Regions from separate parts of the Mus musculus genome. Here region 2 is linked to region 1. A link is a contact called in public Hi-C data. All regions are on one chromosome and are shown on one strand. The core of a region is the stretch at or near the end of the contact, and the rest is flanking DNA. Distances in the headings are between cores, read along the strand shown. Region 1 overlaps Tec (tec protein tyrosine kinase). Region 2 has its middle 5.0 kb from the start of Slain2.

Region 1 (5,875 bases), core at 2,985-5,484:
TTTTTTGCAGGTCTATTTAAAAAAAATACCCCCTTTTCTGTGTCATAGGTAGCTACTCTCAATGCTTGGTAGAACTAAAGTTCTATTTGTTTGCTTTTTTATTGCTGATGTTGTTGTTGTTTCATTAAACTTAAGACAGGATCTATCTCAGGAAAAATGAAGAGCTGAGGCAGAGGTACCACCCTGCAAAGGGAGCTGATGTGAAAGGCTCTGAGCACATGTAAGTAAATGTGTGACCACTCGGCTCTCTCGTGCCACACGATCCAGATCACTGAGTACAAAAAGACGCCAGAAAGGCCCAACCCTAAACACAAAATGAAGGAAAGTTTGGATCACCAAGGAATTCGAGGGAGATCTTAACACCAAACACATATGACACAAGGCTGTGACACAGGCAAAATAAACAATAAAGTACCCAAAGGAGGTGGGGTGTGGACACTGGAAATTAACACAGTAGAAATCAAAAAACTCAGGAGAGTTAAAATGCAAGCTAAGGAAGTCTCCCACGAACTACAACAGAAAGTCAAACAAACAATGAATTGGGAAGAAAACACAATAGCATTAGAGGGCCCACCCAGAAGCCCAGGGACTGAAACTTGAGAGTTCAAGGGCAAAACCAAACAAAACAATGGGGGGAAAAAAAAAAGCAAAAAAGTAGGCTTTTTTTTTTTTTTTTGGTCAAAATAAAGGTTATATCCAGATTCAAACTATAACCAAGTCACATCTTATAAAATTTCAAAATTATGGAAAGAGACAGAAGGTTCAAAAGGCTTAAAAGCTAATAATAATAGAAAAGATCAAAACTCCGAATGGCAGTCACCACAACAGTCCTGGCAGCTCAGAAGCAGAGAGTTTCCCCCTAGGGGAAACTGAGACCTGAGAAAATGTAGGGAGAGCCACCAGAAGACAGTAGTCTGCTAACTTAAGTCCTATTCTCAGCAGAATGTCAATACAGGTATAGGATCATAAATACAGCATTCATATGTGACCTATGAACATCTGAATAGTAGCCTAACATTCCCTGAAAGAAGTGAGGCTGAGATAACCACCTTCCTGCTCCGGACAGGGAGCTGGCCTGAGCTGTCCTCCAGTCTGGTACCAGGAAAGCCCAGATGGACTCTTAGCATGTGGAGCAAGCCAGAGACAGGCAGAAGAACCCTGCCTGGATCCCAGGCAGGAATGAGCCCAAGACAGATCCCCTCACAAGGGGCAACTTGTGCCTGACGGGGAGCTAGCCTGAGAGATAACCACCAGTCTGGCACCTCACAGGCCTGGGGGGCATGGGGGTGCCACACCATGCCTGAGATGACCCTTGCCTAATACTGTAATGCATGAGCGGGCATAATGACCCCAGACACTCAGAGACCCCGGGTACCACCTAAGAGGAACAAGTGAACAGTGAAGAAATGGAAGAGAAAGAGAAACAGAAAGAGGAGGTCACAATGAAGAGCAGCAGAACCAGAGATGCAAGGGTACTGGGGAAGAACTTAATGTGAGTAGCTGGTGATGCCACATGGGACCGCGGTGGCATCCTAGCCTGTGCTATTACCAGGGAGCCACGTCTGCGTTTGTGGCCCTATAGCAGCAGACATCCCTGGTCTGGTCTGCCACCTAGGGATGAGTTGATGTCTGAGGACTGTGCAGAACTGGCCCCACCCCTCACCTGGTCATCGTGGGAGAGCTGGTCTTGGGGGCATAAGAGCAAGAGAGCAGACCCCCACACCTAGCCAACTTTAATACTGGGGAGAGCAGGCCGCACATTGCAGAAGTTGTGGGTAAGCTGACCCAAAGATACACATGTGGAAGAGCTGGCCCTACCACTCATCTCCCATGTGGTAGCATAGACAAGGGAGAGATACCCTCCTCACCCTCAATCCTCACCACCTAGTGGCAGGCAGGAGACCTAGCCCCAGGATCATGAGAGCAGGAGAGCTGGCCCTGCCCCTCACCAAATAAAGCGCTTGGGAGAGTGGGCCCTGCTCCTCCCCTGGGCAGCATAGTAGAGCTGACACTGGTGGTGGGGGTGCAGGCAGGCTGGCCTGAGGGAGGGAGTGAGGAACAGTTGGCTCCACTATTTGTCTGCTGGGCAGTGACATGGACATAAGAGAAATGCCCCCTTCTCCATCCCTTACTTCCTATGGCAGGCAGGAGAGCTGGCCCCAAGATCATCAGGTCAGGAGAACTGGCCCTGCCCCTCACCTGTTGTAGCCCTTAGGAGGGCAGGCCCTGCCCCTCACCTGGGCAGCACAGTAGAACTGGCCCTAGGAGTGGGGGTTGCCAGTGAGCTGGCCCAAAGGGTGTGAGCAGGAAAGCTGTCAGACTGATCTCTCAGGAGAAGATCCAGGGCTTTGAATTGGCCTACCCCAACATCTACCCATTGATGAGCAGGCCAGTTCTACAGATCCAAAACGATAAGATCTACAAGACACAGGGCAATAATGTGATATCCAAGAGGAATCCCAGTGAGGTTCCAGTATTCATAGAGTAGCAGAAGCCAGAGGCCTAGTCCCAGACCAACAAGTCATTGCAATGAACATTTGCAAGTAAAGAACTGTTGGACAAAAGGGTACCCTGTGACACACTACAGCTTCCACAATGAGATTTTTTTCCTCTCTGTTGGGGTGGGGAGAAATTGCAAGGGTGAAGGACAGGTACAGGAGAGGGGGAGATGAGGGGACTGGGGTGCATGATGAAATTCACAAAGAACCAAAGAAAAGTGTTTTTAAAAAGAAAAACAAAAAGGCAAAAGACATTCCAATCTCCCATCATAATGAAGGGAAATTCCAAGATAAATGACAGGCAGCAGCAAGCCAAGTGGCCAACCTCTTCAAAAGATCAAGTTAGAAGGTTCCTGGGAAGAGCTCTTGTAGAAGATAAAACTGAATACCTGGGGCAGCTCATAATAAATTAGCTAAACATTATTGATATAAGAAATGAAAGTAATTAATTCCAAGGAAAATAAAAACCATACAGAAAAGCCATACGAAAGCAACCATATTATATCCTGACCTGGCTATCTAAACAGAATCTATAGCATCAAAATAATATAAATAAGTAATAATCTTGCTATTATTATAAATGTTTTTGGGGGGCAGGAAGTGTTTTTCTGTGTGTGTGGGAGGGTAGGTTGTGCAAGAGAGCCACATTCTCTTCAGGAGTGACCAACGAGGTGGAAGAGGAAGTAAAATAGAACCTAAATTTGAAATATCAAGTGATACATGCAAGGTGCTACGTAGAGATTATCAAGAGATAAAATTACATCAAGATTGCACAGATAAGCTTGGCTTTTCTGTGAAAATGATAAATGGGGCAAAGTCTACTCTTTGAAAATAGTAAAATAGTAAAATAGAATAAGAACACCCTTGAAAATTGACAGAACAATGACCTTAGGACCATGAGACATGGAAGCCAATCAATAGATTTTAAACTGTGACCTGAGATCTCACTTGTTCTGATGAATTTTTTAGATAAGATTTAAAGCAAAGAGGACTCTTCCTCAGACTAAGATCTGTTTTCATGGAGAACTAGCCACCTTAGGGGTCTGAAAGCTCGCACTCAGTCTGTGTGTTCATTATGTGGCGCTGTAGCACAAGTGACTCCATTTTGATTTTCTTAGTCTGGTCTGTGGGATCCTAGAACAGAAACCCCATCAAAATCACAGCTTCCCATGATTTTTGTTGTAAAAAGATACCAGTCCTAAAACGTTTGACAAAATAAAAATGATCATCTCTAACAGTCAGAAACTCTAGAGAAAATGGAGTAACAAATGAGCTGGCTCTCTTCTTCCCTAAACTATTAAAGCCAAAGGCAGATCATCTCACTGCGGATGCAAAAAAGAAGCTACAAAAACACCAAAATACAACCTGTGATATCCCTACCTATCAAATACTATGGAACCTACATCAACACAAGGAAGGAAGCTGAAGACGGGTTTCCCCAGAAACACTCATCCGTGTCCTGAAAGGTCGCCCCAGTGACCTTCCAAAGGTACCTGTGTAATCCAGAAGGCTGGGCAGACCACAGAAGAATGGCCCTTTTCACAGAAAAGACATTAGAATTACAAGCATCGTGATTAAAGTTAAGCAGGTTTTACCTGCTTTGTGATATAAGTTCCCTCTATGGTGCCTAGGCTAGTCTTGAACTCCCAGGCCTCCAGAGAATCTCCTAACTCAGCCTGTGTGACTGGCAGTACAGGCTCATAGCACCACACCTGGCATAGTTTTGGGGTTTGTTTGGTTTTGTTTTCTATTTTGCTCTATATTGACACAGTCCAGACTACTGAGCCCTCAGATGCGTCGTGTCATTCCAAGCTGCAGCTTTAGCACCAATCCCACTCACTGCACTATCCAGGAAAGGAAGGCAGAGGGAAAGGGAACGCTAGGGAGCTGAGCTGTGTGCTTCTCTGAGCAGCTTCATTTAAGAATATTATTGAAAGCAACTGTTCATCTTCAGAGGATACAACCTATGACTGAAAAGGAACCTTCCGATCTCCAAAACTAAAGGGAGCCATCTTCTTTGAATACGGACCCAAGCACGTTGATTTTCCATGTAAAGGGTTGATCGCCTCTGATCTGCTCACTGCTGTGGATGATAGCCTTTGAAAGACAGGAATATCACAGTTTGTATTGGGGGGGGGGTTGTTGAAAGTAAGAGTATCCTCAAATATTCCAGATCCATCTCTCAGACATTATAAGACTCTGGGTTAAAACTTTCTTAGTTTCTCTGGGGGACAGAAAAACTGTCATTATGTTGCCCAGGCTGGCCTGGAACTTGTGGTTTTCCTGCCTCTGCCACCTAAACGCTGGGTTTGTGGGCATATGCCACCACACCTGACTGCCAATAGTGTCTTTGTATAATAACTGCCAAATGAAGTGCCCCTTTTCTATGTCACACTGGAGCTAAAGATAACTTTACCCTTTACCTCGGCGCCTATTTAAAGCTTAAAACAGACATTATTGGACTTTGAACATATATATGTCCTGAGGCAGATAACTAAGAAATAATGTCACCATCTCAGTAGTGAAAAACTCAAGCCACCAAAGTTATATTCTCTGTCCAGTGTTGCACAATCTGCAGTCAAGATGAATGCTTCAGTTTCACAATCTGGCAGTTGCAGCGAACAGATCTTAGAACCTCATTGATCATGAAAGACTGCCTGAAAAGAGTAAGCTTTAACGATCAAGGGCTCCTCGGGCAGCCCATCCAGAAGGCAGGCAAAAGGCAGGAGAAGAAGCAACGTCTATCTGATTTTAGACACTACACGTCAGTTAGTGCTGCTCTCTCCATTGGCCAAAGAAGCTTCTGTTGGCAGCGGGCAACTAGCAGACTCGTCACTAGCAAAGGGCAGAGAAGTGGCTGTTAAGTCTCAGCCTCGAGTAAAGCATCTAGGACAGCCCCTGCCAGACTCAGGAGCACGGAGGGAGAGGGAACAGGAAAAATATAAGGAGCAGAGGATGGGTAGGAGCACTGTAAAGCTCTGTCACCTGGACATGGCACAGCCAAGAACTCAGCAGCAGTGGGCATCTGCGCAAGACCCGCAAAAGACGTGCAAGGACTGATGGGGGTCCATCGACACTCCAGCACAGATGGGGACCACTAGGCCTCACTCCCCCCTGAGGACCTATGGGCAGTTAACAGTTACTGGGGAGGAGTAATATATTCCTTGGTGGTGTGGCCAGTGGTAAGATGACCTTGCTCTGCTAAATAACCCTGTGACCCTTGTTCATACAAGCAACCCTAATTAAATGTAGTGGAGGATACATGTGGGGGTGGGGAACAGGACGGGAACTTGCTGGAAAGAACAAACTTGGTGAGGTGGGGTGAGGATAAGAACAGACAGGAGGGGAGATATGATGAAAATGCATTATGTATATAT
Region 2 (6,038 bases), core at 1,916-4,415, 77 kb after region 1:
TTATGCGGTCTTTTTGTTTTATCCTTGTTTGTGGAGACATGGTCTCACTGTGTAGCTCTCTCTGCCTAGCCTTGGACTTGGTATGTAGACCAAGCTGGCTTCAAACTCACAAACATCTGTCTGCCTCCCAAATGCTGGGGATAAAGGCGTGTGTTACAATTCTTTCGTAAATTGAGATGATTAAGGGGAGTTTCTGTTCATTCTAACTAAATGATCGTTAATTCTCCTTATGGGCCGATTTTAAATCATACTTGGAGGAAAACCCTTATTTCGGGCAGAAGAAATTGGTTTCTAGTCCCATAATCTCTCCCTTCCCCCAAAAGCTTTGTATTTTTTTCTCTTTCATATTGCTTATGTCTCTTTTCACCTGTTGGTTTGTATGTGAAACACTCTGCATGTGTCTTCCTAAAGGGACAACAGGCCAATGCAGATGAAGAAACCTATTCCTACGATCTTTATCATCTCTGGTCCAGAAGAGTGTATCTACCTTGAAGTAGTAACTTCTGATGGAATGAATGCACATAGCAGGTTCATATAGAATATTCAGTATCCCTAAAAAGTGTCCATGTGATGCCTCGTGTAACACACATTCACCAAGAGATATATAGAAAAGATCTGGGGGGCTGGAGAGATGGCTCAGCAGTTAAGAGCACCGACTGCTCTTCCAGAGGTTCTGAGTTCAATTCCCAGCAACCACATGGTGGCTCACATCCATCTGTAAAAGGATCTGATGCCCTCTTCTGGTGTGTCTGAAGACAGCTACAGTGTACTCATATAAATAAAAATAAATACATCTTTAAAAAATAAAAGAGCTGGATATAGAAATATTAAAAGTTACAAGGAAAACCATAGGTATCATGAGGAAAAAAATAAGTGAGGTTTATTATTTATTTCTTCAGTTAATGGCAGGGCTTTCTGAACCTTGAGCCTTCAAACTACCTTACACTCACATTCAGCCTTGTTTTGGATCTTTGTAGACAGCGCTAAGAAGCTTTTCTCTCCTATAGCCCCATTCCCTAATGTGGTTCTTCAGGGATGTTTCGTGTGCCTCCTCAAATATGACATTCAGAGTCAGGCCCACTTCTGTAACCACATGGAAGCTCTGGCACTCACATCATTTTGCTCAGAATCTCCATTGCTGCATGGGCTCTTTGTTAGCCTTTTGACTAGGAGGACGTGGAGGAGGAGACATTTGTTATGTGGTCATGCTTCGCCTAGACTCTGACAGGTCTCACCACTTTTGGAAGGATCTTGTGCAACACAGTGATGTTGTTCCGGGTGGTGCGTCAGAGGTGAAGAAATAGAAAGGCATCTTTATTCTGCTGGTTGGGGAGGATGGGGGATTCAACACCTCTCAACATAGCAATTCCATTTTTTGAGAGCAAGACGCACTTCCAGCTATTCTGTAGGATATGACCTCTTCCCTGCTAGGGTGCCCACAGTTGCCACCATGATAAACCCTGCTGCCAGCGAACACCAATATTTTGCTGGCTGGCTCAAGAGCTATCTATATACCAAGATGTGGGTATTCAACTCAAACTCGGGGGATTCTTCTGGCAGAACTGCTGAGAGAGAGCTGTGCCTGTCACAAGGCTGACCAGATGCCTGACTCTCTGATCCTAGCTGGAAAAACAGGCAGTGGAAAGAGTAGAATAATTCAGAAGTATCTTATAAGATGAAAGGAGCCAAGTACTTCCGTGATAAAGTACTTCTGTGATGCTAGTAGGCCACTTGATCGACACACAGATCTGTTTGGACTGTGGGCTACTACATAGGTAGCCAACCTGAGGGTAAAGCAAACGCCAAGTAAAGGGGACGTACCTGTGCCACAGCCTACAATCTATGTCTTCCCTCCCCAACCCTGTCATTTCTCCACAGAACTGTGCAAGTATGAAGGCTACCTGTCTTCTGGGTGCTAGGGGAAGAAGAAAATCTGTCTGGACTCAGGCAGTTTTGCAGATTGTTGAGCCAAGTCCAGCACATCGGGACTAATTTTTCCCAGTGCTAGAGACCACCTTGCCAGAGAACAGTATCCCTGACCCCTTAAATGAAACTGTCTTCTGCACAGTTCTCTCTACAACAGGCAGCCAACAATAACCATTTGGTTTTGGCATTCACCCAGAATTAACCATTATCTAGTATTGAGCTGTAGTGTTTCTCGGCACATCCTTCCTGGTGCGATGTTTTCCCTTTTGATATCTGCTTATGGTCTGCCTCAGTCCAAGATCTATTCAAGTTTTCATTTTCTGGTCTTATAGACCTAGGACCCTTTCATCTTATTTTGTTGACTGACACGCTGCTGTCGCCCTGGGTAATATCTGTCCTGTAAACTCATTTCAGGCTGAGCTTGCCTTTCCAGGGAGGAAGAGTTGTTAAAGCTTCGTTTCAGCAAACCACCGGCAGGTGGGTTGTCCAGCCTTCCCCTGTCTTTCAAGTGCCTGAAGTGCAGCCCCAGTCAATGGCCTCTAGGAAGTCTTATGAGTAAGAGACAGAGGGGATCAATTGTTGGCCAGAGGTCCTCCCTACGTGTGTGATATATGTCACTATGGCCACTTTTGAGGTACCTCATAACTGTAAGACCTGATTGATGCTCATTGGGAAAACTCTTGATTCATATTTTTGGTCCCTTCATGTGGGCCCCAAGATTTCAACTCTGAGTCTGTCATATAACAAACTTTCAAAGTTCCTGGAATTCTGCGTAGATGTGGCAGTTTGGACATTTAATTCCAGTACTCAGGAGGCATATTTGCGCTCAAAGCCAGTCTGATCTACAGAGTGGGTTCCAGGCCAGCTAGGTCTGGATGCTGAGACTAGAAACATTCCTGGAGACTGGGCTTGGTAGTGCACACCTTTAATCCCAGTACTCTGGAGGTAGAGGCAGGTGGATCTCTGTGAGTTCAAGGCCAGTTTGGTGTACAAAAAAAGATTGAAGCCAGTTAGGGCCATACAGTGACACCCTGTCTCAAAGCACCAAAATAAATGGAGAAAGAAAATTAGAAAGGCCCTATCTCAAAACACCAAAATAAATGGAGAGAGAGAGAGACAGAGAGAAATTAGTTCCTTGAATTCTTTTTTTAAAAACATATTTTCCCAAAGACGCCCCAGATAGACCAAAGGGAGGCACATCTGGAGGAAGGACGCTGTTGAAGGACAGATGCAAGACGACAGGAGGAAATGACTGACCAAGTGTGTGCAATGAAGATAAAGTGGAAGCCCCGATAGTGAAGACTATGCCAAAGAATTTGGGAGGTTTTTGTTTTTTGTTTTGTTTTGGTTTTTTTTTTTTTTTTTTTTTTTAAGATTTGTTCACTTATTTTATGTATATGAGTACACCATTGCTCTCTTCAGACACCAGATGAGGGCATCAGACCCCATTACAGATGGTTGTGAGCTACCACGTGGTTGCTGGGAATTGAACTCAGGACCTCTGGAGGAGCAGTCAGTGCTCTTAACCGCTGAGCCATGCCTCCAGCCCCCTGTCCCCCTTTCTTTTTTGAGACAGGATCTCTTACTATTTACTCCTGGCTGGCCTTGAACTCAGAGACTACCTGTCTCTGCCTTCCAGAACAGGTTTGAAAGGAAGCACAGATATTTCTGTGCATAGCAGTTTGTGGACCACTTTTAGTATGTGCCCCTTACTACAGACCTTGATTTGGGACTGTGTAATGCCTTGAAGCTGTTGAGTCATGGTTTTCTCTATATATACTTGCAGTGGTTTGTAATGGTTTCCACTTTGTCAGGGCCTTCAGGGAAGCACACGTGCAAGTAGGAACAAGTCACAGAAAGGTCCACGCCTGCTTAGAAAACAGCAGCTCCTTCATTCCCAAACAAAGTCAACTTGTCTTGGGAGGTGACACCTGAAAATCAAGTTGGAAGTGTGGTTTTCCATATGTCAGGCACCTACTACTACTCCTGACTACTAAGTATCACTCAGCAATGGACTTTTTCTAGGTATACTGCTAAGTTGTAAAGACCTTATCCAGCAGGCATGGGAAGTCCTGGCTTCTATACCCAGCACCACATAAAACTGGGCATTGTATTGATCACCTAGAGTCTCAGCACCCAGGAGGTGGAGAGAACATTAGGAATGCAAGGGCATTCACAGCTACTTAGGATATCTGAGGCTAGTCTGGGGGATAGGAGACTCTGTCTGCTTTTAAAAAGTGACTTTGGATTTGCACCAACACTTCTGAGTTGCCAGAGGAGTGTTGCAACCTGGAGAAGGAAGGTTGTTGCAATGTTTCAGATGGAAAGGAAATATCTCCACACATCTCAGGGAGAACCCAAGGCTACCTTCTGCAATTCTGCAGGGCTCCTGGCTCTCAGGAGGTGGAGTATGACCTAGTTTTAAAAATGATATATGCGGTATGGCATGCTGCTCTTTTGGAAGAGGAAAATGTAGATTTAAAAAAAAACTGTTGAAAATGAGTAGGAATTTCTAGTTTAATGTTTCAAGACACAACCAACATATCCATCTGAAATTCTATTTTAGGAGGCTTCGCTTTATTGGGCACTCACTTTGTACCAGGCACTGTTTTATGGACAAAGGGTGCAGTGGGCAAAGGGTGCAGTGGGGGAATTCCTGCAGTTCACATTCTACTGCCGAGAGACATTCATTAAACAACAAAAACGTATATGAGCTTTTTTTTTATTTGGGGGGGGGGGACCCAAAAAGATCAACCATGATAGGGATGCTATTTTGTGAGGTAGCAATAATAAAGATAGTAAACCTAGGTGACATTTGAGCAGAGACCTAAATCATAGAAGTCTGTCCTGGGGTTTTCTGGGTGACCCAAAGATTCTAGCTAGATGTGTCTGTAGCCGGTATAAAGCCCTGGCAGTAGAAACCTGTTTGTCTGTTTTGAAGACCAGCTAGAAGGTTGGTGTGGGTAGAGCAGAAACAGGGCATGGGAGATGGTGGTCCGGAAGCTACTTATAGAAGTTATCAAGTATCCAAAGCAAGGCAGGTCAAAGAAAGGACTTTGGAGTTGAAGATATTGGAAAGCGACTTCTGGGAGGCTTCTGATAGCAACATGACTTGCAGGAAGGATCTTCTGGCTACTGTGTATCCATCAGGCTATCTGTAGCAAAGGGGATGTGTCCATTAAAAGAGAGGGGAGGAAACCACAGGGGAGAACAAGGGCAATTTGAACCAGAGTCCTAAGGGTCCCCCAGTTGGGAGGTATTTAAACCTATTCTGAATGCAAGGCGGCATGACCTACTTAAGAAGTGGATTTGGTGGGTGAAAGAACAAGATCAATAAGGATTATCACAGTTTTTATCCTTAACATAAAAAAAAGAGCTTTTACTATTACAGTGTAGTATAGAGCAGATTTGACTTTGTGCTCAGGTATCTGTGATATATATATATCTGTCTGTATAAATTATAACTTTAGTTTTGTTTTGAGACAGGTTCTCTGTATGTAATCTTGGCTGTCTTGGAACTTGCTATATAGACCTGGGTGGCCTCAAACTCACAGAGTTCCTCTGGCTCTGCCTCCTGAGTGCTGGTATTAAGGCAAGTACCAGCACAACCAGCCAACTTCAGTTCTTGGCATACAAACTTTATTATAGATAGAGTCAGAAAGATCAGGAGTTCAAGGGCATTCCAGACTCCTAGTAAGTTCAAGGCTAACTGGAACTACAAGACAAGCTAACAAATGATTAAACCATCAGGTGCTCAGAACAGACCATCTATTACACACACAGAACAGACCATCTACTACACACTTAATATTTACTAAATTAAAAACAATGTGTAGTAAGGCAACTGGGTTAAAAAATGTCTTCTATGGATTTCTCTGTATGAGCATATTCATACTTCTATTTTATAATCATGACTCACCAGAATCCTTCACTTCTTGGTAATAGATTTGTTATTAGAGATCACCTAATTTACACATTCGGACAAAAGGCAAGGCCCAGATTAAAGAGAGAGAAATAAAAGTTCAAGGACCACGTTCATGGGAAGAGGAGACCTTGCCAGCGGAGCGGATTCTGATCACCGATCTGCATGACCTCTGGCTCTCTCAAGACCG

The links. A called contact is a pair of places that touch in the nucleus more often than the background predicts.
Region 2: a contact with region 1 is called in a Hi-C map of the HPC-7 cell line, with 1.7 times the contacts expected there. The contact joins two enhancer-like sites. A contact is called at or near these places in 1 of 39 promoter capture datasets (neutrophils), 2 of 15 datasets of contacts at CTCF or cohesin (CD8 T cells and the NIH/3T3 cell line), 2 of 484 Hi-C or Micro-C datasets (the HPC-7 cell line and granulocyte-monocyte progenitors), 3 of 115 datasets of contacts at active chromatin or transcription factors (CD8 T cells, the HPC-7 cell line and embryonic stem cells) and 2 of 9 other capture datasets (adipose tissue and macrophages).

Annotation. Positions count from the first base shown.
Region 1 is chr5:72,828,022-72,833,896 of GRCm38.p6, forward strand. The region is part of intron 1 of Tec (tec protein tyrosine kinase); the gene reads right to left. Among named protein-coding and RNA genes, the nearest start is that of Tec, 37 kb to the right of the region's middle. Within about 2 kb of position 4,235, at least 29 of the 459 cell types and tissues checked have an H3K27ac peak or open chromatin away from gene starts, as enhancers often do. A contact at or near this core is called in the HPC-7 cell line, where this site is marked.
Region 2 is chr5:72,906,371-72,912,408 of GRCm38.p6, forward strand. No RefSeq gene overlaps it. Among named protein-coding and RNA genes, the nearest start is that of Slain2, 5.0 kb to the right of the region's middle. Within about 2 kb of position 3,166, at least 10 of the 459 cell types and tissues checked have an H3K27ac peak or open chromatin away from gene starts, as enhancers often do. A contact at or near this core is called in the HPC-7 cell line, where this site is marked.